Regions from separate parts of the Mus musculus genome. Here all the other regions are linked to region 6. The links are chromatin contacts, called in public Hi-C and promoter capture Hi-C maps. All regions are on one chromosome and are shown on one strand. The core of a region is the stretch at or near the end of the contact, and the rest is flanking DNA. Distances in the headings are between cores, read along the strand shown.

Region 1 (3,990 bases), core at 325-2,824, 1.1 Mb before region 6:
AAACAAACAAAAAAAAACCCCACTTCTCTTTTGAGGTAGTATTTGATGCTTACCAGTTACCAGTGCAAAAGCACTCAGACCCAGCAGAAGTGATAATCACTTACTGGTAACAATTTTTAATTACTTTCCCAACTGATAAAAAGAGCACACACTGAACACAGACTAAAATGTAGTTTCAAAGGAAAACAAAACGCAGTTTATGCTTCATGAAGTTCAAGGACAAAACTGTTTCCAATGCAACAGAATCCGCCTGACTACAATGTGCAGAGACAGAGAGGAAAAAATGTGAACACATAGTATCTTTTTATAAAGGCAACAATTTAGCTACAAAGTAATAACGGGGAAGCCAAAACAGTTTGACAGCCCGCCATAAGGGCCGCCTCAATCATGAGTCACACAATGCCTGCAACCATTTACAATAGTAATTAATGCACAAGTCCCCTAATTAAATTCTAAAAGGGTGAGAATGCTTTAACTAAGTTTACAAGAACTGCCTTTTGCTTTTCTTTTTAAGAACGAACACACTCGTAATTACGCGTCTCCCTGCAATGCCCCCCCCATGCAATATTCCCTGAGGCCGTTTCTCCCGAATGTCTGTTCCGTGAGTGCGAAAGCAAATGACACGGGGTTGGGGGGTGGGGGTGGAGGTTGGGGGGGGGGGGTCCGTAAACCCAGGAAGAGCGAAGCAGAGTGGAAACACACGATTATAAAGGGGCGGGAGACCGAAGGCTCGCCCATCTTACCTGCTAAGATTTCTCTCTACGTCTTTGGTAGCTTTAGCTTCCAATTCTCTGAAATAGCAAACAAAAACAAACACAAAAAAAAAAAAAAAACGGGGGGAGGGGATGCGCGTGAAAACGGAGCTGCTGCGGCAGAGCGCCCGCGCGGTGGGGGAGGGGCGGGGCTGCGGGCTGCAGCGCTGCGGGCCGCCGAGCCCAGGGCGACCGAGCCCAGAGCCGTAGCCCGCGCCGGACCAAGCTTCCCGGACCGCCCGGGACTCCCGCCCACGCCCGCGTCCCCCCGGGGACTGCCCCGCGCCGCCGCCCATCAGCCCGAGGGGGTCCTGCGGCAGCGCCGGAGGCTGGCTCCTGGCCCCCCGAGCGAGCCTCCCCTCCGGTCCGCTCACCTCATGTGTGTAAAGTGCACTAGCGCGTGAGGCGCGGGGAACGAGGCTCGCGAGCCTCAAGCCCTCCGCAGCGCCGCGGGGACAGGCCCGAGCCGCTGCACCAGCGCCATTTTCTACACCGTCCCGCTGCCGCCGCCGCCGCCGCCGCCACCGCTGCCGCCGCAGGCCCCAGACCGGAAGTGAATGCCCCACTCGCAACCCCTTCCGGGGGCGCCGTGGCCCGGGAGCCCCAAGATGGAGGTCCTAGCAACTAGGCCTGCCGGACGAGGCAGCCACTTGACAACTGTCTGACGCGTCCAGGACTTCGCCGGAGCTGTCGGGGAACTCCGAGGTTCCCCACGAGCGGCTCTGGGGCCTGGCAAGAGCGGAGCGCGGCCTTTTTCGCCGAGGCTGGCTCGGGCTTGCCTCGGACCATCCCCTCCTCCTTCTTTACTGCGACACAAGTTTCCTTCCCCTCGGCCCGGCCCCTCCCTTACAGAAACACGCCTTTAAAAAAAAAAAAAAAAAAAAAATCCAGCAAACCGCAAATTCCACCCCTGCCGCTGCCAGACTAGCCCGCGCCGTTTTTTAAATTCACCCACATCTAATTACTTTTGACCTTCAGCCACATTTATTTAACCTCTCGATTTGTGCCTCTTCCCAGGTGAAGAATGCATCCCAGAAGTTTCATTTTTTTTATTTTTGTGCCTCAAATTTTTACACACCCTTGACTCAGCAATTCCACTTGCACGAATTTCTCTGCTCAAGAAATAACCATTTGGGTATCACTTTTAAGTACTTCACAATCAAGATATTAACTCAAATGCACAGGAAAGGTTGAATAACTGTAGCCAGCTACGACATCTAATGCTATGAGGTGGCATTAAACGCAGCTACTTGCAATACCTGGGGTCTTGGTTACAATAAAAGAATGGAAACGCAGATGCCATACTAGTTCTCAGAAAGACATGTGAACACCCAAAAATTCTTACATGTGAACACTGTAAGATACATGTCTGTAGGTAAAGTATGTAAGTCTACATGTAGATAAAATAAGATACAGTAATATAATACATGAAGATACAATTATTACAATTATTTTCTTAAATTACAATATAGACACATACCTGATTGTAAATACAATAAGATACATACCCAAAGGGGGATGCTGCAATATAATGCATTAAGATATTATAATGCACATAGGTACATACATATTCGGTGCATATAATGCTAGTAATCTGCACATTTCTCCTCTACTTAAAATCTACTCCCTTTTACTTTCTCAGAAAACTCGCTCTGCAGACAACCTTCTTTTGCCCTTTTCTATTCTAAGTCCTTTAACTGGTTTAAACCTGCTCCAGTCTCTCCCATGAAACAAGCTCTGTGATTGTCTGCTTCTGCTCTAGGAGAAATGTGTGTTGTAGTTAGCTAATGAGTGGATGAATGCCCAGAAAGGAACTAGCCAGCATGTTAACGTCTGTTTTGCATTTTTCTTCTTTTGGTGTTCTTAATTTTATGAACACCCTATAAACATTTTTTGGAAAAAAATTACAAATTGCAAAATGAAGAATAACAAATAAATGCTAGTAATTTTTACATTTTAATTTATTTGAGATGGGGGTCTTACTCTATATCCTTGGCTAGCCTATGTAGGCCAGACTGGACTCAAACTCAGAAATCTGCCTATCTCTCTCTCCTGAGTTCTAGTGATCTATAACACACACACACACACACACACACACACACACACACACACACACAGGATCAACTTTGGTTAGGTTCTTTGTTAAACTGATACAAGATGGAGTCATCTGAGAAAATGCCCCCATCAAATTGCTGTAGGCAACTCTATAGGCATTTTCTTGATTAATAGTTGATATGGAAGCTCTTTAGAGGCCATCCCAGGTTGTATGAGAAAGCATGCTACAAGCCATGGGGAGCAAGCCAGTAAGCAGCACACTCCTCTATGTCTCTGCTTTAGTTTCTGCCTCTAGGTTCTTGCCTTGAGTTCCTGCTCTGATTTTCCTATATGATGAACTATGAACTGTAAGCTGATAAACCCTCTCCTCCCCAATTTGCTTGTCAGTATGGTGTTCATCACAGTGATAGAAGGCAAATTAAGACAGAATCTTTCCTATAATGTTTTGCCTTTGTTTCTGCCCAATTCCTGTGATTACCTCAACACCCATCTTCTCTACTCTATATTCCTTGCCTTACCAAGGTTAAGTGATTAGACTAATTCACAAATTATAATTTTGGAAGGTAATGATTACTTTTTCCTCTATCAAAACCACAACTGAGGCTGTAAAAAAGAGCTCAGTAGTCAGAAGAGCACTGGCCGCTCTTCCAGAGAATCTAAGTTCAGTTCCCAACACCCACATGGTGGTTTACAACTGTCTATAACTCAAGTTCCAGGATACCCAATGTCTTCTGGCCTCCTCAGCACCTGGCACGTATATGATATATATATATACACTGGCAAAACACTCATACACGTAAATAATTTTTTGCAATGCTGAGTATAGCAAAAATGTCTGCTAAGTAAACACTATACCACTGACCGATATCCCCATCCTTTATCTTTAAACTTTAGAAAGTCTACACATTAATAAATAGAAAGAACTTGGACACATGAACACGTAGATACTTTACTGGAAAGAGTGTATTTACTTCATCTAATTAGGATTTCTCCAGTGCGTAGTGAATGTTATCCCAAACTATTCTAAGTACCTTATACAAAGATTAATTAGACACTAATTGTTGTCTTTGTACCTCCCACTGAGGTAGGAGTATTACACACCCCCTGTGCCAACAGGTGTGATTAATTTTCCCAAAGTCATGTAAGCAATAAGTGATTAAGATTATATGTGTGTGTGTGGGTT
Region 2 (3,606 bases), core at 343-2,842, 1.3 Mb before region 6:
GAGACAGATGTCCCATGTCGTCTGCTCATTGCTGCCACTTTTGCTCTAGGCTTGTTTCTTCCTCGTATGTGGTCCAGGATCTCCTGCCTAGGGAATAGCACTGCCCACAACTGTCTGGGTTCTTCTGTATCAATCAACCAAAATAATCACCCACAGACACGCCACACATCAGCCTGATCACCCACAGACACGCCACACATCAGCCCGACCACCCACAGACACGCCACACGTCAGCCTGACCACCCACAGACACGCCACACGTCAGCCTGATCACCCACAGACACGCCACACATCAGCCTGACCACCCACAGACACGCCACACATCAGCCTGACCACCCACAGACACGCCACACGTCAGCCTGATCACCCACAGACACGCCACACGTCAGCCTGACCACCCACAGACACGCCACACGTCAGCCTGACCACCCACAGATACGCCACACGTCAGCCTGACCACCCACAGACACGCCACACGTCAGCCTGATCACCCACAGACACGCCACACATCAGCCTGATCCAGACAGTTCCTCAGCTGAGGCTTTCTCAGGTGATTTCAAGTTGTGGCAAGTTAAAGTTTTAACAGTGACCATCACAAACATACACATGTGCACACACATGCATATGTATGCATGCATGTATACACAAGTGCGAGCATGCACACACACCTGATCGCACGTGCTGACATTTGAATTTCAAGTGCTATAAAACATTATTCCTCTTTTAAAAAAAAAACTATTTAAAAATAATAAAAACTCTCTTCTCTGACTGGCTTTGGCTTGCAGATGTAGTTTGCTGAACCCTTGGATAAACAAGGAGAAGGCTGCAGGATGAAGTATGCTGGGTTTGAATCAGAGTCTCTGCCTCTGATAGGGTGGCCATAGGCAAGTTTCCTTCCACAGCCTTACTTTGCTCATCTGGTAGAAGCTCTTACCTCATGGAGTTGATGTAAGAATTGAGGGAGAGACCAGCTGAGACAGCTCTTCTGTGCCTAAGATACACCGGCTGTCTTAGCTGTGGTGTCTCCGCTCTCAGTAGGGCTCTTACAGGGCTCCTGCAGCCCTGGCAGAACGGTTTGTGATATGGGTGTTGATACCCTGGACCCGTCTTTAGTCATGGTCAAGTAGACTCCACAGGGAGGGGGGCTTGGGAAGCACTGCCTTAGTTTCATGTAGTGGCCTCAGTGTGTTTAAACAGGCAGGGGCACATACAGGTATTTACAAGGTAGGCCTGAGGGCTCTGACCTATGAGGATGCTCCTCAGGTATGTCTGCCTGTCAGACCTGTGTGGATGGCTGTCACATACACATGATTCTATATGTGTGTCAATGTATCACTGGGATCGGGTTCTTCAGCCTTGGCACTGTTCATATTTAGGGCCTGTGGCTGGCAAAAGGATACTTGCTGTCCCTACAGGTGTCCACACGGTAGTTTCCAGAACTTGTGCATGTATGACTTTGTAATGGCAGAGGGGAGCCAAGGCTCCACGTAGATAGAAGGAGCAGTGACACTGGGTTTTCAGGTAGCCATGGAAGGAGGGAGTCACTGAGCGTCCTGATAGGAAGCTGTGACTGGGAAGAAAAGCACAGGGTGTCCATTGCTGCTGTCCTGCACAGTACAGGAAAGGACCAAGGAATGCGGGTGGCTTCCAGGAGCTGGGGAAGGAAGGAAGTGGATTCTCCTCCAACTGTCCGGAAAAGAGCCTGGCAGTGCTGACCCTGAGTTTCTGCCCAGCGAGTGCTGCTTTGAACTTTCGACCTCTAGAATTGCAAGCTAATAATGCATTTGTATCCTCTAAGCCCTCAGTGTGTGGCAGGGTGTTCAGCAGCAGTGGGCGCTAATGCAGCTGGAAACTCAGCCCCTGGTCAGCACTGGTAAGGAGAAAACAGTGTGATGCGGTGAGTGGAGGTCGTCTTGCACTCCCAGCACAGCAAGTCCACACTAGATGTCCCTGGGAGGTTGGGGTGGTGGTAAGGGGACAGTCACCTCTGGTTGGGAATCACTAGTTTAGATTTCGAGTGAAGGATGTGTAAGTTGATAACAGTAGCTTCACCTGCAGTGTGGAGTGACAGGAGCGAGGGATGATTTCCCTCCTCTCTAATCTAGAAGTTAAACGTCTATAGTAATATAGGTGCACTTACTCTTTTGGTTTTCTGATACACGATCTTACTGAGGCCGAGGCTGGCAGTAAACTGATTGTTGTTAGCTGAGGATGACTTTGAACTCCTGACTTCCTGCCTCCCCAGTGAGCACGAGATATAGGCCGACACCACCATGCTCATTTCGTTCCTCCTCATTTTTAAACACATTCATTTTGAAAAGTACTGCCCTAGTTGTGTTAGTGGCCGTGGGTTTTGCTGGGGAAGGCAGTCCTCTGTGCCACAGCCGCTCTTCTGCCTGGTTACATTGGAATTGTTTTACTGCCTCTTTTGAAGTAAAAGTCAGGTTTTGGTGGCACCCGTCCGTCATACAGTGAGGATCTCCCCAGTCCCTGCTGCATGGCAGGTAAATTCTGCACTCGGTGCTCAGGAGGAGGGATGGCTGCTTGCTCTCAGATGCTAGAGTGCCTCAGTCTGGCCAGCAGTGGTCACTGACGGCAGCACACAGCTTACTATGATGGTGTGGATGGACTTCTGGGTCTCTAGTCTGACCAGGAAGCCCTGGGGGTCCCGTGGCAGATGTTCTAGGCACCTGTTTATGTAGTAGTGATCATCTTGGAGACTGCATGGGCATTTTCAACAGTGGCATTTGTTGTGCAGGTGCCACCATGACAGTAGCTTTGCTATAAGTCAGCCCACGAGTCAGTCCATGGGAGGATTGTCAAACCAGCTAGAGCTTTCCCTTTGAGGCTACTGTGCACTACAAAACTCTGCTTTTCTAAGTTGAATGATCCAGTTTGGAAGTACTAGGAGCTGGAGAGATGGATGACTCAGCGGTTAAAAACACTGGCTGTTCTTCCAGAGGTCCTGAGTTCAGCACCCGCATGGTGGCTCACAACCAGTTTGGAAATACTTATGTTTTCTCCTTGCTCAGTAAGTAGGCTGAATGAAAGATAAGCGGATGGCTGAATGTCCCCAGACCTCGTCCAGGGACAGGGAAGCCACAGTGAAGGGAGTGAAGGGAGCCACAGTGCTGCTCTGAGGACTTGAGAGTTCCAGGGAGACATCTTAGGGCTTTAGAAAAACTACAAGAAAAATCCTACCTGGGGAGGTGGTGGGAGGTTGGGGTGGGATAGGGCTAAGCAGATTAGAACACTTGATGAACAAGCTTGAGCTTGGTTTCAATCCCTAGCACCCACGTAAGTATGTAACTCCTGCAACGGGGCACAGAGACCTACAGATTCCTGGAGTTTAACTGCCAGCCACCCCAACCAAAGCAGTGACCTCTAGGTTGAGTAAGAGACCCAATCTCAGAGTGATAGAGGACACCTACCTGACGGCCTTTCTGACTTCCATATATGTATGTGTACGTGTGTGTGCACACATGCCTGCCTCTTTGTCTCTCTCTTCTCTTGCTTCCATATACATATATGTGTGCACAAATGCATATCTCTCTCTGTCTCTCTCAAATAAATAAATAAATGATAGCAAATATTCTGTGTGGAGTA
Region 3 (3,639 bases), core at 812-3,311, 1.4 Mb before region 6:
AGATCACAACATGGGTTTTAGCCTGGAAAGGCATTTTGGAAACCTGGAAGAGAAGAGGGGCTGGGCTGCGCGAGATAAGGAAGGAACCAAGACAAAGCTCTCTGCTCAAGGTTCAATTTTTACTATTTCGGCATTCAGTTATAAAGGAAGGGGGAGGGGCCCAATTCCCGCCAAATAATCTTGGGATCCAGTAGCAGGGTGATCACGTGATGGCTTCGGAACAGCAAAGCAGCAGGTTCTAGCAGTAGGCGTGACAGAAAGATTGAGCGGGAAGCTCCATCCCTGAGCAAGCAGGTTTCAGGCTGGGGGAGGGGAGATTACAACCACCAATGTGAGAAAGTACATCTCCAATTAAACCTTTAATCTCAAGAAGCAAAGCAGGTTTCTGTGTGGAGAGGTTTCATATCTCTCATTAGATTTATTCCTATCATGAATAGTTTATCTTTTGCCCTATCACAAATGATATTCCAGTGTTTTATTTTCCTGCATGTAGATATATGCACACAGAACATGTTTGCCTAACAAAAGATTCTACCTAGGGGCTCAGAGGTTAAAAGCATTGACTGCTCTTCTGAAGGTCCTGAGTTCAAATCCCAGCAAGCACATGGTGGTTCACAACCATCTGTAATGGGATGCCCTCTTCTGGTACGTCTGAAGACAGCTACAGTGTAGCTATTTATAATAATAAATAAAATCTTTGGGCCAGAGCGAGCAGGGCAGGAGCAATCAGGGTTGACCGGAGCAAGTGGGGCCCGACCAAAGGGAGCAGAGGTCCTAAATTCAATTCCCAGCAACCACATGATGGCTCACAACCACCTGTACAGCTACAGTGTACTCATATATATAAAATAAATCAATAAACCTTAAAAAAAGATTCTACCTAGAATCTTTAATGAGTTCCAACAAATGAACATCAATAAAAACAGGCAAAAGATTTTAACACAGAAGGCAAAAGACCAAGAAACAGCAATGAATGCATGAAAACGTGTTTGATTGCCATTAGTCACCAGCGGAATGCTATTTAAAACCATAACAAGATGCATTTCACATACAGTGGCAATGCCACATGCGACTGGAGTTCTGCTGCATCACTGGAGGGACTTGTAAACACACAAACCAGGAGGGACCTAGTGTGCCTGCTGAAGACGAACCCACCTATGACTGGGTTTGACAACTGTAACAAATTGGTAACTAACTCTTAAGTCACCTATAATGCATCAGTGTGGCATGAAGAAGAGAAATAAAACAACTTCCCCTTGGAGTCATTTAATTGAGTCCAGGTTCGAATTCCCTACTTTGTACTCCCTGTGTCTTCTGCCCTGTCTGTCTGTGGCATGAGTTTAAATCTGTGCCTGCCTGAAAGCTGTCTTGTAAATCCATCCGTGTATCTGTGTGTTCTACATGTAACTGTGTCTTTGTGTATGTGTGTATATCTGTGTCTATATGTCTGACCCACACAAAGAGCTTTGTTCTATATTTACTGAACACCACAGAGTGTATCACACGAGGAAGAGATGGGATACTTGACAGAAATCTTTAACCAAGTTTTACAAGAGGTTAAAGTCACTGGCTCCAATTGATCCCACCTGACCAGATAACAAACATTATCAACCAGCGTCCATCAACGGGTGCTTTCAAGCTTTCTGCAGATCTTAGGGAACTGCTCTCAGCCCGTGTGTCTGCCGCTCTCAGCTAACGACGCCCGTGCCCGTGCATTGGTCAGAGAAATGGAAGAGCACAGAACTAAAACCTGCAGCTATGCACTAGCTAGGGCTGTAAGAGCTGACTTCAAGAGAATCTAGGGCAGGTAAGGTTGATTGTTACATTGTTCTCCTAAAGGCAGGTTAAACAAACAGTTTGAGTACACAGTAGGCTATCAGTCTTAAGTGGCCTCAAAGTGTATTGTTAACTCTGGCTTTGAGGTCTAGCCAAAGTTTTGGTAACTTAGAATGAATGCTTACATTACATATCTCTTAAGATATTTTCAGAGTATTGCATTGCTACCATGGGGCAACTACGAAACAAAAAGAACACAAGAGAAGTGAAAGACAGAAAAAAGTGCTGACCAAAGCCTATTTACAATGGCCCATACAGGAACAAGAACAAGTAAATGAACAAATTAGACAACAGATACAGGACTGGACGACTTCTGACCAAATACTCAGCCAAGCTCCTGAGCCTACTTTGCTGACTACAGCTTAGCCATAGGCTATAACTGCTAACAGCTTAAGGACCCATCTGTAGGGTGAGCCTAAGCCATCTTAGGGTAAATGTCTAAGACAATCTGAGACTGCTAAAGGAAGTTACTGTTTGTTCCAGTCAACACCTGAGCAGGGCCCTGTCTGTCTCCCAGCCCCTGAGGTAGGGCAAGAGCCTAACTTCACAAACACTAGTTAGCATTAGCGGGAGATTTTACATGAGCCACTCTTGTCTTCTAAGGATTTGTAAGTTGTCAACACCCTAGCCCCATTGAGCTACTGCACACTTCCGTTGTCTCACTCTTCAGCCTGTCATTTCTACTGAACAAGAAGTTCCGTTCAGTTTGCACTGGACTGAGTTGGAGTGGACTGCGGGAGCTTTACTGATTAAAACCCACTTTATTATCTGGGTCTGTGTATCTCTGTTGATATGCACATGAATAAACCTCAAAGAATATGCTGGATACAAAACCATGCTGGAACAAACCTTTAATCCCAGTACTCCGTGAGTCTGAGGTCAGCCTAATCTATACAGCAAATTCCAGCCAACCAGGGTTTCACAGTGAAACCCTAGGTCAAAACAGAAAAAACAAATAATATGTATTGTATGATTTATTAAAGAATGTACAAGAACAGTTAAATCTAGGGCTGGGAATACAGCTCTTATCTCCCTGACGGTGGCACACACCTTAAATCCAGCATTCGGGAGGTGAGGCAGATGGATTTTTGTGAGTGTGAGGCCAGCATGGTCTATATAGAAAGCTCCAGGACAACGTGACTACGTGGAGAGACCCTGTTTCAAAACAACAACAACAACAAAAAAGAAGTTTACTCAGTAGACTCCCCCAGAAGAGACTGCTCCCTTGATGAAAGGGGGCTCAAGGCATGCATCTCCTGTCAACATCTGCTTTCACTCTTCCTTTCCAAAGCACGGCCAATCAAACGGACCAGGAGAGCTCTATAAACTTCCCTTATCCTGAGAAACAAGGAATGGGACCCTGGATAAAAGACAACTACGTAACTTTTAAGTCGATGATTTCAGTCATCAAAATGAGCAAAAGCAACTTCAGCTGCAAAATGAGGTGGACGCCACTGGTGCACTACAGCATTGTGAGATGGACGCCACTGGTGCACTACGGCATTGTGAGGTGGACGCCACTGGTGCACTACGGCATTGTGAGGTGGACGCCACTGGTGCACTACAGCATTGTGAGGTGGACGCCACTGGTGCACTACAGCACACATGAAGACTGAGTACACAGGCAAAGTGTGCTTAAGTCAGAGCGGTCAGTACAAAGGGGTAGAGTTGGCCCTGCACCCTTGTAACATAGATAATGTAACCTTTCTTTAAAACATAGAAGTGCAGAAAGAAACTGTTTCAGTGATCACAAATGGCCTTCCTTAAGGGTTAGCCAGAAAGTAAAGACTGCACTAGGTGGCT
Region 4 (3,541 bases), core at 264-2,763, 1.0 Mb after region 6:
CTTAAGGTCTATTAAGGAGTCTTTCTTAAGGAATGAAGAGGAAAATCTCGCCAGAACAACATTCCTGTAGGGACAGGGTTTGATGGTTGTGTGCCTTCTATCCCAGCACTCTGGAGGCAGAGCCAGCCTAATCTACATAGTGTGCTAGGCAAAGCTGGGGCTGCACAGTGAGACTCTGTACAAACAACAAACCAACCTCACAATGGGGAGGCTTTCTTGACCTTCACAAGACCATGTTCCCAGGAACAGGTGCATGTTACACTGATCTGAAAAGGAGCATCTTAGGACCCACAAGAATGATGGAGAGTGGCACGCCTAAGGCATCGTTAGCACTGAAAAAAGAAATTAGGGTGAAGTATTCCTTCCTCCAAATTACCCGAGATCTCAGAGAAATAAAAGTATCTCTGAGGATTTGTAGCTTCTTCCTAGCAATTTCTCCTGTTTTAAGCCATAGTAATCTGAGTACACTATTTTAAGGCCACAACTGGTGCTTTTTTTGGATAAGGCAAACTTTCAACTGCTTTCCACTTTAGTTCGGGTGACACTCCGGATCTGTGTGAAGGAGTTAACTTCAGGAGGTTTCTACCAAATCACTACTGCCAAACCTGAGTAATTACTCCCCTCCCCCCCTCAGTTGTCACAGTTCTTCTCCCGTCCTCTGTAGATGCTATCAGTTATAACATCCCCTCCCCCCCTCAGTTGTCACAGTTCTTCTCCCGTCCTCTGTAGATGCTATCAGTTATAACATCCCAAACATCTGCGCCGACCTTTCTGCCCTCTGAGAGTTTCCCTAAGTGAGGTACCCAAATATATTAAAAGTTTAACCCAAGAAACAGTAGTTACGGCTGTGTTAACAAGCTGACGCCGGCAAGCTGGCCACCAAGTGCAATGCCTGATCTTAGGTATTTATCCTGGGCTCTATGAACCTTTAAGAAATTCTATGCAAAACTGTGGCAACTTTTCTCAGGGGAGGCGGCTTCCACTGGCCAGCCCGGGACTCTGGAGTGTGAAGTGGGGTTGGTGACTGCCCTTTTAGGAGTTCATAGCCAGGCCCCTGGAAGGCCAGGGCTCCAAGATTGAGGAGCAGCTCTCACTCAGTAGCGTTCTCTCGGCTTTAACTTCCCGACGGACCATGAGTCTCCCTCCGAGCATCACCGAGGGCAGAGCCAAGGAGAGTTGGCCCGCATCCGAAACCCTCGGGTGGGAAGATGATGACCCGTGCCCAGAATTAGTAGTCCTCGGCACCCGGTGTTCGCCAAAGCCACCTCCACACTCCGGAACTGGAGTGCACTCAACTGAGGAGACGCGACGCAGACAAAAGAGGAGGGGCTGCCGACCGCACCCTCTTCGTCTTTCCCCGCCTCCTTTGTTCCTTCCTAAGCTATTATTGGCTGATGGTCCTCGGACCCGCGACCTTTTTTGATATTCTATTGGCTGAAGTCGCTGTCACTCTATAGGCGGCTCATTCGTGATTGGTCAAGGTGCCTCCCGGGTTTGAATCGTCTCCCCGGCTTTGGGAGGGTTCTGCCAAAGTGCCACGTTGGGCCGGGCAGCAGGCGTGAGGAGCCGGCTCCCGGCGCCACCCGGGGCGCGCTCGCTAGGGCGCCGGCCTTTGGGCGGCGCGGGATAGCGGCGAGAGCTGCTGCGGGACCTGCGTGTCCCGCCCCAGGGTGGCTCTGGCTGAGGGCGGCGGGGCCGGGGGAGAGCCCGGGGCAGCGGCCGAAACGGCAGGGCGGCGGCAGAGCCCGCTGCCCCCGGACGTCCCCGGCGACATGCTGGCAGATAACCTAGTGGAGGAGTTCGAGATGGAGGATGAGCCGTGGTACGACCACCGGGACCTCCAGCAAGGTGAGGGCGAGGTCGCCGGTCGGGAGGGGGGGGCGGGATTGTTGGGGTGGGAGTCCGGGGGTGGCAGGTGTGGAAAGTGCTAGAAAGTTCCTTAGGCTGGAGGTTTGGGATGCCGCGGCCCGGTGCTTCTTGCCCTCACCTGGCAACGGATCCGCCCATCCCGACCGCAGAGAGCAAGCGCGCGCGGCCCACGGCCCTGCGGGTGCGCCACACAGGCTGATGCTCGGTGCTTTAAGAAAGCGCTTGCCGGGTATGAGCGGATGGACCTCTGAGGTGGGCAGGAGTGGACCAGCTTGTCCTGCTCTAGAGGCGAGCTGCTGGCCTGGGTCCGGGTCGTGCTGCCCTGCCTGCCCCACATCGCCTTTCATGGTCCGCAGAGTCTGCAAAGCCGCTGCAGGTGGTGGGAGGGCAGTGCTGCTGTGCGGTACCCGCGCCATCTCTCTGTGAGAGTAAATTTTTTTTTTTTTGTCCCGTTTTCCAGAAAGCAGAGGCTAAAAGATTTAGGTGGATTCCCTAAAGCCGAGTATGAGGAGCCTGTAGACACTGTTCAGTTTCTTAGCATCCCAGTTTACAGCTTACTCAGTTGGGTATTAAACTGTTTTGTTTTGTGTTTTAATTTATTACTTAGCCATCGTTCATCGGGGGCTAAATGAAATTATTCGAGGGCAGCTCTTATCATGCGCTTATCTTTCTTTCGGGTTTTCAATTAAAAATAATCCTGCCTTGGTTTTCTTGCATCGGGGCATCTCCAGAGACAATCTCAAGAGTGCCCCCAGTCTGAAGCCAGTGGCCCATTTTCTTGTACATTCATAGCAGGATTTTGTGTTTGGGGACACTGATAGGCCGGCCCTCAACACCCTGGTAGGCTCCTTTAATTCTCCCAATAGCATAAGGTGCTGCAGTAGGTACCTCTGGCTGAAGAAGATACTGTTGGGGAGACTAGGTATTCACGGCAGACCCCAGAGTAGACATTGTTAACCACCATGCTGAGGGATCCGCAGGAATCCTTTGTGCTATTCTGTATAATGATCTCCACTCCAAACTTTTTGGGAAAATTAATATCTCTTTTGAGTTGGCTACTAAACACCGCCTCTTGTTCACAATTCAACTGAATCTGATGGGGGAAAAATTCGGGCTTGAATGATCCATACTTAGAAAAAGAAAACAGGTAGCTCTTTGGAGAGATGCTAATTTGTTTTTTGTTTTTTTGTTTTTTTTTTTGTTTTTGTTTTTTTGGTTTTTTTAATCCTGTCTGTCTTGATTTCTTAATGTGAAATGACCTAAGCCCACATAGATCCCTGTACTGCTATAATTGAAGCTGACTAGCAGTTACAATGCCGATTTGCCATCACATTTCTCCATGTCCACAAGACAAATTTGTTAGACATTTAGCCTACTTGAGATTTGCCCCATAAGGATTGATGACCTACTTTGATACTTGAGGACTGAAGCAACCATCGTGCGATTGCTTCTATGAAAGCAATTCATATAATCCAAGCAAGAGTTTTTTCTTTGCCATATTTAAGAAGAATCCAAAACCTTCAAGGACTGGCCAGTCTCCCATGTCTAACATCATATATAACACATCATAATAGAAACTTAATTTAGTATTTGTTGACCTGAACTGAGGCTCTCACACAAGATTAACGTTTTCAGCTCTCCTCAATCCAGAGCCCTAGTCTACCCAACAGCC
Region 5 (3,542 bases), core at 1,008-3,507, 1.1 Mb after region 6:
AACTCTTTTTCCCCTATTCAATATAACAGATTCTGAATTGAGAAAATGGGTCCATGTATGGACTTCGAGGTGAATGGGTGGGAAAGATAACCTTTTTCCTTCTATACAAAGTGAAGAAAAAGTACGAATTTAGAGCCCAAAGCTAAACTTGCGTACTTACTTAGAAGCCAGTAGTTTTTCTTGAAGTTGCTGACCAGGTGACACTCCTTATAGGTTATTTGTGACTGATATTGAAGACTGAATGGCTTTTCTGATTAATTTCAGCTTAACTTAATTAAACTAAACTCCTACCATGTGAAAAAACAAGCTCCTTAGCATTCTTGGGTTATCCTCAAGACCAAGTCCTCTCAGGCTAAGATATCACGGGTTCTTCAATGGCTTCGTTGTGTTTTTGTCACAGATTTTTACATAGTAAATAAGAGGCTCTTTACGTAGGTTTTTAGTGGCCCATTTGCATGTTGACTTACTTCCTGTGTGTTGGCCACAAGCCTAAGATGACAATTTTTTTTAAAGAGGCTTAACTTGGGACCCATGCAGTGTGTGGTGTGTATTGTAAGTATCTCCCCTCCAGGTTTCTGAGGATAACGTTGGGGCCATGGGAAATAGGGAATCTAAGTGGAAATTAGTGGTTAGTAGGCTTTTCTCAGGAGGTCTATAGCCAAGCCCATCACAGAAGCTTTCAAACTAAACCGTACTTGACATTTGCACTCTGAATTCTGTGGTACTGAACCTAGCTGCTGTGAACAGAGGTCTTGAAATAGATATTTAGCTAAATTGTAATCCTTACTAAAATATGTCAGAAATGGGCTACATAGAGAACAATAACCATTCCTTCCCAGAAAGAGAGTGACAGTGACAGTCAAGAATTGTGAGTTGATTGTTCTGTTGTTGCCTTGAGAGGAATGAGGGCAAGGTGCTGTGTAGACAAGAGCAAGTCCTCTGACAAATGCATTTCATATGTGGGGATGAGGACAAACCATCTAGGTCCCTGCAATTGTCTTTCAGGTGAATCTTAGCATTGCATATACAAAGTTTAAAAACTAATTCTAAATAAAGATGACAGTAGCTACCTCTTCCTGAACACTTTGATCATTTGTCAGATACCAGAGTGGACTCTGTATATTAACCTTCATGTAAATAAATGCATATGTAAGAGGACAGTTTAACAGGAGTAAAAGGTGTATTTTGATATTCATACATCAGAGATACTCAAGTGAGTGATTCTCTTAAGAGGTGGCTTTGGAGTTTATCTTACACACGGAGATAGATATTCCTGGTTGGCAGCCTCACTACGTCTGAAATGAACTACAATCTAGAAATGGAGGGCACACCTGTGATCCAGAACTTAAGGCTTGAAGACACAGGCTTTTGATCCTCTAAGTGTTGGATGACGAATGCTTTTGATCTGGATCTTGAGGCATAGCGGCCATGAAAATCTTAAGCTCAGACAAGGAGGTACATGGCTTTAATCCCAGGAGACAGAGACAAGCAGATCTCTGAATTCAAGGCCAGCCTGGGACAGAGTAAGTTCCAACTAGAGAAAAGCTTAGGTCCAGGTGTAGTGGTATACACCTTTAATCTAGGCCATACCTTCTGCAGGAGGCTGAGATACGGGCAATAGAAAAAGGAGGAAGGGTTTGTTCTTTTTGCCTGTTACAGTTCCCTGCCAGTTCATCTGTTGGAACCTACTCCTTCAGGATTCCGTCTTATAAGAAGACCAGCTGAAACAACCCAGCCTATGAGTCTGAGCAACTCCTAGACTCTTAGACTTCCCATTCACAGTTGCCCACTGTTGGGTTAGTTGGACTGCAGACTGTAAGTCATTCCAATAAATTCCCTTAATATATACAGACAGTCCATAAGTTCTGTGACTCTAGAGAATCCTGCCTAACACATACACTGTAATGCAGAACAGTATATTCTTGGAGCAGGGATTAGATGGAGGAAAAGGACTTGGACTCTAAGTGTGGCAACTTAGTGGAGGACAAGTAGATAAAAACTAGTAAAGCTTTTGGGTTGGATTCCTCTGGTGCTGACTCCTGGCCCAGAAGAGTCTGAAATTGTGCTCAGTGGTTAGCTTTCATTCTGCCTGACAGATAGGGAGGGATAAACATGGAGGGCACACAGCTTTCCTGCATCTGTTTCTTAACCGTCCTTAAGCCAAAAACAACACATAGTCTGAAGCCACATATCCTGGTTGTATATATAGTAATCTTTATAGCCTCATGAGGTCCTGATGAGGAAATCATAGAAAAATTCGCAATGTCAAAGGGCCTTCAAGCCTGTCCTGTGAGCTGGCGTACCACTTCCTCCATATAGCTCTGGTCTTGACCTCACTAAAAGACTCCATTCGTAAACTGACTTTTCATATGTTCCCTGTGGGACAGATCCGTCCCATGTAGAGGATGTAGGAATAGTCTCTTTGTAAATAATTTGTACCTGTTTATACGTTTGCCTTTTTTAAGGTTATTGTGCATCAAACCCAAAGAATACTTAGGACCTGATATAAATTATAAACTGTCTTAAAAATGTTTATAGTATATATGCATTTATTTTGAGTGAGTGTGTGTCTGTGTGTGTGAATATGCAAATGTGGGACAGCAAGTCTGTGGAGGTCAGAGGACAGTTTACAGGAGTTAGTGCTCTCTCTTCCACGGTGTGAGCTCTTGAAATTAAAATCTGGTCATCAGGCTTGGCAGCAAGTGCCCTTACCACTGAGCCATCTTGCCACCCTAATCATATATATTCTGCTTACCCTAACTAAGCACTGGACCCAGTCCAGTAGTCCTAAGAAATTAAATACATTCCTGTGGATGAGCCAAGGGCAGAACCAAAAGCTTTCTTCCACAGGTCTGAAGTAGTTTCCTGTCAGAAGTTGAGTGGTTAGTTTTCACAAGGGATCATGAGAAACTTGTGAAGGTTCAGGCAGCAAAGAATAAGTGGATTTCCCTAGATCCCATGCTGTGTCTGTCTAACTTTGCTTACTTAACATGTCAGTTTGGCAGTTTCTAACACTACAATGGCTTACCACTTCTGAACCCCAGACAGTCGACTGAGGTCTTCCCCATAAAGTTTACAGCAAATTTATTTGTTATCAGCGAATCTTGAATTGATTTGAGGCTGTTTGTAATATTCACACTTTTTGATGCCAAAGTATCAGTGCTGCCCAGACCTCACAGGGGTGTTAAAAACATGTTTTGTTTGGGAATAGTGATGGTGGTGTTAATTCAAAGAAATTTTCAGAACACTTTTGGCCCTGAGATTCGTATGAGAAAGTTAAAGAGTTAAAAAGAGGTTGTTAGCTCTGTGCATGGCCACTGATATAAGAATCTGAAAGGGGCTACATTGGATCACTGAATATCAGTTAGCTCTGTTTCTTGAAAGAAGACTGTTGAAAGCCAGTGCAAGGGTTGCACACCTGTAGTCCCAGTACTAGGAAGCTGAGTCAGGAGGGCCAAAGGTCAGAGCCAGCATGCCTGGGATAGATAGCAGACGTTTTCTCAAAAAACAAAGGTCACTTGGCTCTGGTGGTACTTGAGGAG
Region 6 (3,417 bases), core at 354-2,853:
CCAGGTTCAATTCCTAGCACCCACATGGCAGCTCAGGACTGTCTACAATTCCAGTTGCAGGGAATCTGACACACTCTCTGGCCTCTTCAGGCTCCAGGCTTGCATGTGGTGCATAGATATATATGCAGGCAAAACACACATACAAATAAAAACTTAAAAAAATGTTTGTACATTTGGGATTATGATATGCCTAAAGTCCTAGAGTTACCCCTGACTGTCCCCACTATTTATGTGTCCATTCAACAGATACTTACTGGTATGCCAAGCCCCATTTGGTATGCTGGTGGTCCAGGTCTATGCAAATTAAAATCCTTCTGTGTGTGTGTGTGTGTGTGTATGTACTGGGGTGTGACATTGAGGGTGGGGAATGATAGGGACAGTGTGGAAGGATCTGGTGCTTCAGAGGGACCTCGTGCGCAGTCTTGACTGCCTTCCAGGCTAAGGCCTCCTTCAGTCTTAGCAGAGTTGTTAGTAGTAGATCATTGACAGCAATGGCAAAATTATGCTGGCCTCTAGACATGCATATTAATCCTGTCCACTGGACAGACCTCTTTCTCCACTGGCTGGAGCCAGTCTTATGCCCATTTGCATGTTTGTCTCAACAGTCCTTTATTTTTACATAGATTTTTCTCTTTGGCTTTTCTTGTGGACATATTAATACAACATCTACTTGATTCCTTCATTTAAGTTCAAGAGTTAAATAAAGGAAAATATTTCATGTTAGGCTGGCATGGTAGCTCACACCTGTAGTTCCAGCTTTTGGGAGGTTGAGGCAAAAGGATTTTACTACAGGTTTTTAGGATCTTAGCTTTTATCATTCAAAGGCCATCTTGGACTAATGAGTATGAGAAACCCTTTCTCAAAAGCAAAAACAAAAACCATAACAACAAAGCTGTACTGGTAGTACATTCTTGTAATCAAGTTTGTACCACAGTGGCAGGATGACCAAGAATTCTGGGTCCTCCTCAGCTATGCAGTGATCAAAGCCAGCTGGTTACATGAGACCTTAACTCAAAACAGTTAGAAAAAGGTATGTTTATATATAATTAATGTGTTCACTTTTTAGGGTATGAGAATCACGACCTGTTTTTTATTTCTTTTTTTTGGGGGGGGATGGGTGTTCGAGACAGGGTTTCTCTGTGTAGCCTTGACTGTCCTGGAACTCATTTTGTAGACCAGGCTGGCCTCAAACTCAGAGATCCGCCTGCCTCTGACCTGTTTTTTTGAGAAAAGTATCTTTTCATAAAAATAACTGTTTTATGAATTATGATGCAATGTGTCATCAAAAAAAAGTGTGTCAGAAACCCGAATGGAAGATACATACTCGGAGAAGACCCTAATAAAAATGCTGAAAGAATGATTCTTTATCTGAAATTCAGATTTAGCCAGGCGTCCAGTATCTTTTCTGGGAACCCTGCTTCTGAAGAAGAGGGGACAATCAATACCTAACTAGCTTGGCTTTTGACCTTTCAAGTGGTCTTGCACAAAAAAAAAAAAAAAAAAAAAAAAAAAAGACCTCGTGAGTTGGAGGTGGCCGGGAGGAGGTGCGTGGGGGCGGGACAGGGCCCAGAAATGGGCGTGTCCAATAGGGCCCGCCCCGTCACGTGCCTCTCAGTGTCTGCCGCGTCGGCAGCTGGAGCGAAGGCTAGGCGGCGGCGGTGGCTGCAGCTTTTGGGCAGGAGTGACTGCGGCCGCAGCGCTGGGCTGGGCAGATGGCAGCGACGGCAGTGGCAGCGGGGACCGGATCCCCGGCAGGGACCGAGTCGGCGGAGGGCGGCCCTGGGGCAGCGGCGGCGCTGGAGCTGTGGCTCAGTGAGTAGCATCGCGCCACACGTGATCCTGCTTCCCGCCGCCCTGGTTGTCCTCCGCGGCGGGAGGGGGCCTCTAGACTCACCCAGGGGATTCTGGGGACCTCAGACCACGCCATGGCTCAGTGGCCGGGCGGCACCACTTAACAGCTGGAGCGCGAATGCTTAGCGATCTCTTGTGCCAAGCACTGTGCAGAAAGCGTTTCAGCCATTGTTAGTCTGGTCGCAGGACCGAGAGTACCTGGGTTTACTAACCCGTGCGGGCGATGCAGCTTTTTTGCAGATCATTGAGTCTAAGAGCTTAAGTGGCTGCTACCTTTAAGAGCAAAACCAGCTTTTATGCCTCGGTGCATATTTACTCTGGCCAGACTTAATTGTTCCTTGTCTTAGCTTAACGGTGATCTCTGGGGGTGCGGTTCTAAAGGTTCTCTCTTTATCTGAGGAATTGAGGTTCAGAGAGAATAAAGAATCCACCCCTTGGGTGGGCTCCACTACGTGCTGGGTGCACTGAGATGGTAACACTGGGACATTGCTCACAAAGACATGTTCATTGGCTACTGGCTACCAGAACAGCACCTTCTCAACAGAAGCTGGAGGAGGGGCGCTTGTTGAACGTAGTTAGGGGCTGTTTTGTTTACCTGGGGCTTGTCATAGCTGGTATACAGTGTGTGGACAATGGAGGAGGCCATATTCCAGACAGGAAACTGCAAAAACTCAGGATGAGAATGTACAACATTCTGGGAGCGAGTAGGCCTGTTGGCCAGGAGTGCAAAGCTTAAAGCTCAGAGAATCCAGAAAAGAGACCTCAGACTAATTTGCTAATGAAGTAAGACGCGTGAGCGCCGCAGAAGGGACTGCATTATTTAAACATTTTTATTACATGTTGTGTATTTGGGGTGGGGCGTGCTGCTCCTGGCTCGTGGAGAACAGAGAACAACTGGGGAAGGGGTCAGGGTGTCGTTTCTCTCCTTAGGCTCTTCTGTGGGTTCCAGGGCTCGAACTCAGGCCACAAGGCTTGGTCACAGGCACCTTTATCTTCTGAGTCATTGCAGGCCTATAGCTTTCTATTTCAACATGTAGGAGAAGCTGTTGGAGACAGCTTCGCTTCTACTGAAAGCACCACATGCAGTTCCACCTGGTGAGTTGGTTGAGGGTGAGACTTCAGACTTGGAGTAGATATATAAGGTCTTTAGATAGCTGGGGTGGGGTGGGGTGGGGTGATGGTGGTTACAATAGGAATGAAGGGAGTGGGGATCAGGAGTCGAAAGGATTATCTGAACCCATCAGCAGGGTTTAATGTAAGCACACGTGCATGCACATTACTTTAATTAAAGACCTGGAGCCAGACTGTAGCAGTGCACACTAGTCCAATTCCAGCAGTTGTGAGGGAGAAGCCAGCCTGGCCTACGTAGTGAGTTTCAGGACAGCTAGAGCTACATAGTAAGATCCTGTCTGGGAAAAAACAAAACAAAACAAAACCAACCATACAGACAAAAACCAAACAACAACAACAACAAAACATTAAACAAAACCCAGAAAGGACTACCATCACCCATATAGTCTTCCTTCCCTGTACATAGATGGACTCAGGAGATGAGTGTACGAAGGA
Region 7 (3,635 bases), core at 1,130-3,629, 1.3 Mb before region 6:
GTTTAGAGATTGGTGACTTTAATTCCTGAGCCACTTGGCTGAAACATGATTTCTAACTCTTCTGTCTTTGGTTCAGTGTCACTGAGGTTTTCTGGATGCCAGTGGTTGACAATTGAACTTGATGGTTGACAGTTCCCTGGCTTCTGTCCTGTTTAAGTTCTTTATGGTGGTAGACGCCACTTTCCACCTACTAGCTCTTCCTTCTACCCGGCAAGTCTGAGCAACACTCCATAAGGATCAGCTCCACACTCACGTCTTAAAACTTTGACTTGTCCATGTTGTGACCGAATTGACATTAAAATCCACGCCATCCACTTGGTAAGCTAGCGCATGACTGGTACAGGAACTGAATGAAGTCTGTACAGTGTTCCCTGATAGGATGACAACATCTGTTCTGCATTGTTCTTTTACTGCTTTCTGTAGCCCAGGCTGACCTGGAATTTGTGATCCTTCTGTGTCAGCCTCCTGAGTAGCTGGGTTTTCAGGCCTATGTCGCCACTGTCTAGTTTCATGGTAGCATCTGAATGTAGTGACTCAATGGCTGACTCAGGTTTGGCAAATGGTCTTGAAGTCCTGTCTGTCTTGCTTTAATAAATCTTGTTGGACGGGGTGCCACAAGCCTGTAATTCTAGCATTTGGCCGGTGGAGGCAGGAGGATCAGTAATTTAAGGCCATTCTCAGCTATGAGACTCCTCAAAAACAAAACAAAACAAAACAAAACAAAAACCCAAACCAAAACAAAGCCTTATTTCAACACTTCCTGTTGTAATTAATGTTGGTGACTTGCAGTTTGCTGCCTGACTTGAGGGTCCACACTTGTGTTGTAATCGCTACAGATTTTTAATTTTCTTGTTCTTTGAGCTCAAGATGCATCCTGCATTAGTTATTTTGCTCTCTGTTTTAAGAAAATGCAGGACAAGAAGCAATGTGAGGGAGGAAGGATTTAAACCAGCTTCCAGTTCTAGGAAGGGATGTTTACCATGATGGGGAAGGCACTGCAATAGACAGTTTTTTGAGGCAGCTCGCAGGAAGACCACACTGCCTCCACGTTCAGAAAGCAGAAGGAGACGAAAGCTCCTAACTCAGCTAGTTTTCTGCGGTCTGGGGCCACAGATGATGGAATGCTGTGGCCCACATTTAGAGTGGATCTTCCCACGTCAATTAACCTGATGTAGAAACTTCTTCACAGACACACACAGAGATTTGTTTCCAAGGTGATTCTAGATTCTGTCACGTTGACACTTTAAACCATCGCACAGCCTGTAAAGGATGCCTTAGCCCACGGGGCACAGGGAATGTTGTGTGGAGCCAAGGCTGCCAAGTCAGGAGGACATGGCTGCGGGTCATAAAACTAACTTGGCTCAGTTGGACGAAAGGGCTCAGCAATGCGAAATGATCCCACCAAGTTCCCCAGCCTGTTACTGTAGGGCTGGGAATCAGAACCTCGCGGTCATTTATGGCAGCGGGGACTCAGAGGCCCATCAGTGCAGGGGCCTAGGGAAGGCCAGTCTCCTTTGGCTGGGGAGTCTGGGGGTCCTCATCTGATTGACCCTACTCTTTTGGCCTTTCCCATGGACCAGTTCAAGTACTGAGGGCGCGGAGCTGGTTCACCCTATAGATCTGCTTCAGCTCACTCCTGCTAGGTTAGGATAAACCCTGGTCTGACCCGCCGCTATAGGTTAGGTCCACTCGCTCAGCTTAACCTCAGCTCGTTTCAGTTCGCCTTCACTTGACCGGGCATCACTCGTCTAGGACTACTATTCCGCTCGGCTTGGCCGGACTCTTCTCCCCCCAAACCCCTTCCCGGGCTGGCCTGACTCCGGGTCCGACTGGACAAGACCCCATCCCTGTGTTCCGCCTTGCCGGACCGGACCAGGATCTGCGAGGCTCACTTGCGTTCTAGTTGTCACCACTAGAGTAGGTAGCTAAGTTTGGCTCTGCTCGGCCCATCCTGCCCAGCTCTAATTCAGAACCGCTGTGTCCAGGTGCCGGGCTGGGGTAGTCTCCGCTCTTCTTAGCAGAGCCACTCTCGTCCGTCTCCGATTGGCTCAACTCCATTCCTCTCCGCTCACCGATTGGTTCGGCTCCACTCAAGTTCGCCCAGCTCTGCTCCGTCCAGCTACGCCTGACTTCTCCGGTTTCGGCCGGACCAAGCTCGGCTCCACCTATCTAGTTTCGACCCTGTTCGGCTCGGCTCTACCCACCTCGGCGCGGCCTCATTGGTCCCCGCCCTGAACCACTTAACTCCGCCCATGTTGGGTCCGTCCGCACCTGTTCCACCTCTCTGGTTTCGGCCTCTTTCGGCTAGGCTCGGCCCAACTCGTGGTAGGGGCGGGCGGCGACGCTGGAAGTGACGCGGCGAGGGGCGGGGCCGAATTGTAGCCTCCGTCACCGCCTCCGGGGCCGGGAAGCGATGTAGGTAGGACCCGCCAGACGGTCCCCAGTTCTCCTCCGCCCGCCTGCCGCGCCGCCACCGCCGCCGCCGCCATGAAGAAGCAATTCAACCGCATGAAGCAGCTGGCCAATCAGACTGTCGGCAGGCGAGTGCGCGGGTCGCGCCGGCGGGGGGCGCGCGGGGGGCGGGCCGGTCCTGCGCGCGAGGAGCCGGGGAGCGGGGAGAGCCGGGCGCGGCCCGGCCTTGGGCCCCGCGGGGCGGGGGTCTGCGCCTAGCTACGGCTTGGGCGCTGCCCATTGTCCTGGCCGGAGGAGCATCGTCCTCGGGAGACTCACGAGGGTCTTTACTCCTCCCTGTCCCCGCCAGCCGGAGCTCGCCGCCTGGTGCGAAAACTCCGTAAACTTGTGTGCCTCTCGCAGTGCCAGGCGCGCAGCTTTGGGGCCGGTGTTCTCAGGCTCTCCCCGCTGATCCGCTGTTGCAGCCTTCCTCCTAGAAGAGCTTGCTGGTCACTGGGAACCTAAGGGGTGTTAGGCTACTGTGGCTTGCCCAGTTAAGTTCAGCCCCCCTCCCCTCTGTGAAGGAATCGAGAACTGCAGTCTCAAAATCCAGGCTTTTGGGAGTTTGCTGTGAGTTCTTGAGGTCTAGAGGTTTGGAAAGCGAAAAGGATGCCTTTTCTCATCTCACCTTGGATGTGGTATTTTCTGACACTGAGTGAGTGCTTGACAAGAAACTGATTTTTTTTTTTTTTAATGAAAGAATACAGGAGGGACAGTAGATGAGTAGGCTGTAGAACAGGAACGATTTGCGGTTTTTAGAGCTTTCAGGAGGCTGTTGTCATGTGCTGTGCTATCTGGAACAAATATTTCAAGGTCTTGCAGGGCGGATAGCTTTGCCGAACCAATTTGCTGGTTATTCTGCACGAAGATAGATGGGTTTTTCACAGCTCTTGCTGTTACCCTCCTCCCTTAGCAGTTAAGGACAGTTTGGTTTGGTTGAAGCACGTGAGACACTTCTTTTTTTATGTGTACGAAAATACTTTTACTTCCTCTTGGGTTTTCTAAATTTGCTTTTTACAATGTTTCATTTCCCCCAACCTTTTGCTAAGTTTTGTTATTGAATTTCTAAAAAGAAAAATAGAAGGGAAGAAAAATCCCTCCATCATGTAATCTTGGTATCCTCTATCCAGACTCAGTCCCTGCCCCTTAAACCCACACATGCCTAGTTTTTTGTTGCGTGTAGA

Evidence for each region. Promoter capture Hi-C pulls out the DNA fragments that hold promoters and counts their contacts. A called contact is a pair of places that touch in the nucleus more often than the background predicts.
Region 1: a promoter capture Hi-C map of pre-B cells shows a contact between it and region 6, with 4 times the contacts expected there. The contact joins the promoter of Tnrc6a here to the promoter of Gga2 in region 6. A contact is called at or near these places in 4 of 39 promoter capture datasets (the 3T3-L1 cell line, the C10 cell line, liver and 1 more) and 1 of 115 datasets of contacts at active chromatin or transcription factors (astrocytes).
Region 2: a contact with region 6 is called in a promoter capture Hi-C map of liver, with 2.1 times the contacts expected there. The contact joins the enhancer-like site here to the promoter of Gga2 in region 6. A contact is called at or near these places in 4 of 39 promoter capture datasets (the C10 cell line, hippocampal neurons and liver) and 1 of 115 datasets of contacts at active chromatin or transcription factors (extraembryonic endoderm stem cells).
Region 3: a promoter capture Hi-C map of pre-B cells shows a contact between it and region 6, with 3 times the contacts expected there. The contact joins the enhancer-like site here to the promoter of Gga2 in region 6. A contact is called at or near these places in 5 of 39 promoter capture datasets (the C10 cell line, hippocampal neurons, liver and 1 more) and 1 of 9 other capture datasets (embryonic stem cells).
Region 4: a promoter capture Hi-C map of pre-B cells shows a contact between it and region 6, with 4 times the contacts expected there. The contact joins the promoter of Cdr2 here to the promoter of Gga2 in region 6. A contact is called at or near these places in 9 of 39 promoter capture datasets (the 3T3-L1 cell line, 3T3-L1-derived adipocytes, cranial neural crest and 5 more), 3 of 115 datasets of contacts at active chromatin or transcription factors (astrocytes, embryonic forebrain and pancreatic cancer cells) and 1 of 9 other capture datasets (embryonic stem cells).
Region 5: a promoter capture Hi-C map of the C10 cell line shows a contact between it and region 6, with 4 times the contacts expected there. The contact joins the enhancer-like site here to the promoter of Gga2 in region 6. A contact is called at or near these places in 13 of 39 promoter capture datasets (the 3T3-L1 cell line, 3T3-L1-derived adipocytes, the C10 cell line and 7 more), 1 of 115 datasets of contacts at active chromatin or transcription factors (embryonic forebrain) and 1 of 9 other capture datasets (embryonic stem cells).
Region 7: a contact with region 6 is called in a Hi-C map of muscle stem cells, with 2.7 times the contacts expected there. The contact joins the promoter of Arhgap17 here to the promoter of Gga2 in region 6. A contact is called at or near these places in 1 of 39 promoter capture datasets (embryonic stem cells) and 1 of 484 Hi-C or Micro-C datasets (muscle stem cells).

The regions. Positions count from the first base shown.
Region 1 is chr7:123,121,469-123,125,458 of GRCm38.p6, reverse strand. It overlaps Tnrc6a (trinucleotide repeat containing 6a), which reads right to left and starts at 1,574. Exons shown (of 24, transcript NM_144925.3): 1 at 1,127-1,574; 2 at 744-791. The coding sequence starts at 1,131.
Region 2 is chr7:123,336,672-123,340,277 of GRCm38.p6, reverse strand. The region is part of intron 1 of Arhgap17 (Rho GTPase activating protein 17); the gene reads left to right. Among named protein-coding and RNA genes, the nearest start is that of Arhgap17, 31 kb to the left of the region's middle. Within about 2 kb of position 1,592, at least 22 of the 459 cell types and tissues checked have an H3K27ac peak or open chromatin away from gene starts, as enhancers often do. A contact at or near this core is called in liver, where this site is marked.
Region 3 is chr7:123,392,708-123,396,346 of GRCm38.p6, reverse strand. All of the region lies in intron 1 of Lcmt1 (leucine carboxyl methyltransferase 1), which reads right to left. Among named protein-coding and RNA genes, the nearest start is that of Lcmt1, 17 kb to the right of the region's middle. Within about 2 kb of position 2,061, at least 13 of the 459 cell types and tissues checked have an H3K27ac peak or open chromatin away from gene starts, as enhancers often do.
Region 4 is chr7:120,980,284-120,983,824 of GRCm38.p6, reverse strand. It overlaps Cdr2 (cerebellar degeneration-related 2), which reads left to right and starts at 1,513. Exons shown (of 5, transcript NM_007672.2): 1 at 1,513-1,848. The coding sequence starts at 1,773. Mfsd13b (major facilitator superfamily domain containing 13B) reads right to left here and starts at 1,316. Exons shown (of 8, transcript NM_001374644.1): 1 at 1,095-1,316.
Region 5 is chr7:120,962,001-120,965,542 of GRCm38.p6, reverse strand. All of the region lies in intron 2 of Cdr2 (cerebellar degeneration-related 2), which reads left to right. Among named protein-coding and RNA genes, the nearest start is that of Cdr2, 19 kb to the left of the region's middle. Within about 2 kb of position 2,257, at least 21 of the 459 cell types and tissues checked have an H3K27ac peak or open chromatin away from gene starts, as enhancers often do.
Region 6 is chr7:122,019,384-122,022,800 of GRCm38.p6, reverse strand. It overlaps Gga2 (golgi associated, gamma adaptin ear containing, ARF binding protein 2), which reads left to right and starts at 1,603. Exons shown (of 17, transcript NM_028758.2): 1 at 1,603-1,812. The coding sequence starts at 1,713.
Region 7 is chr7:123,368,659-123,372,293 of GRCm38.p6, reverse strand. Arhgap17 (Rho GTPase activating protein 17) reads left to right here and starts at 2,379. Exons shown (of 20, transcript NM_144529.2): 1 at 2,379-2,540. The coding sequence starts at 2,488.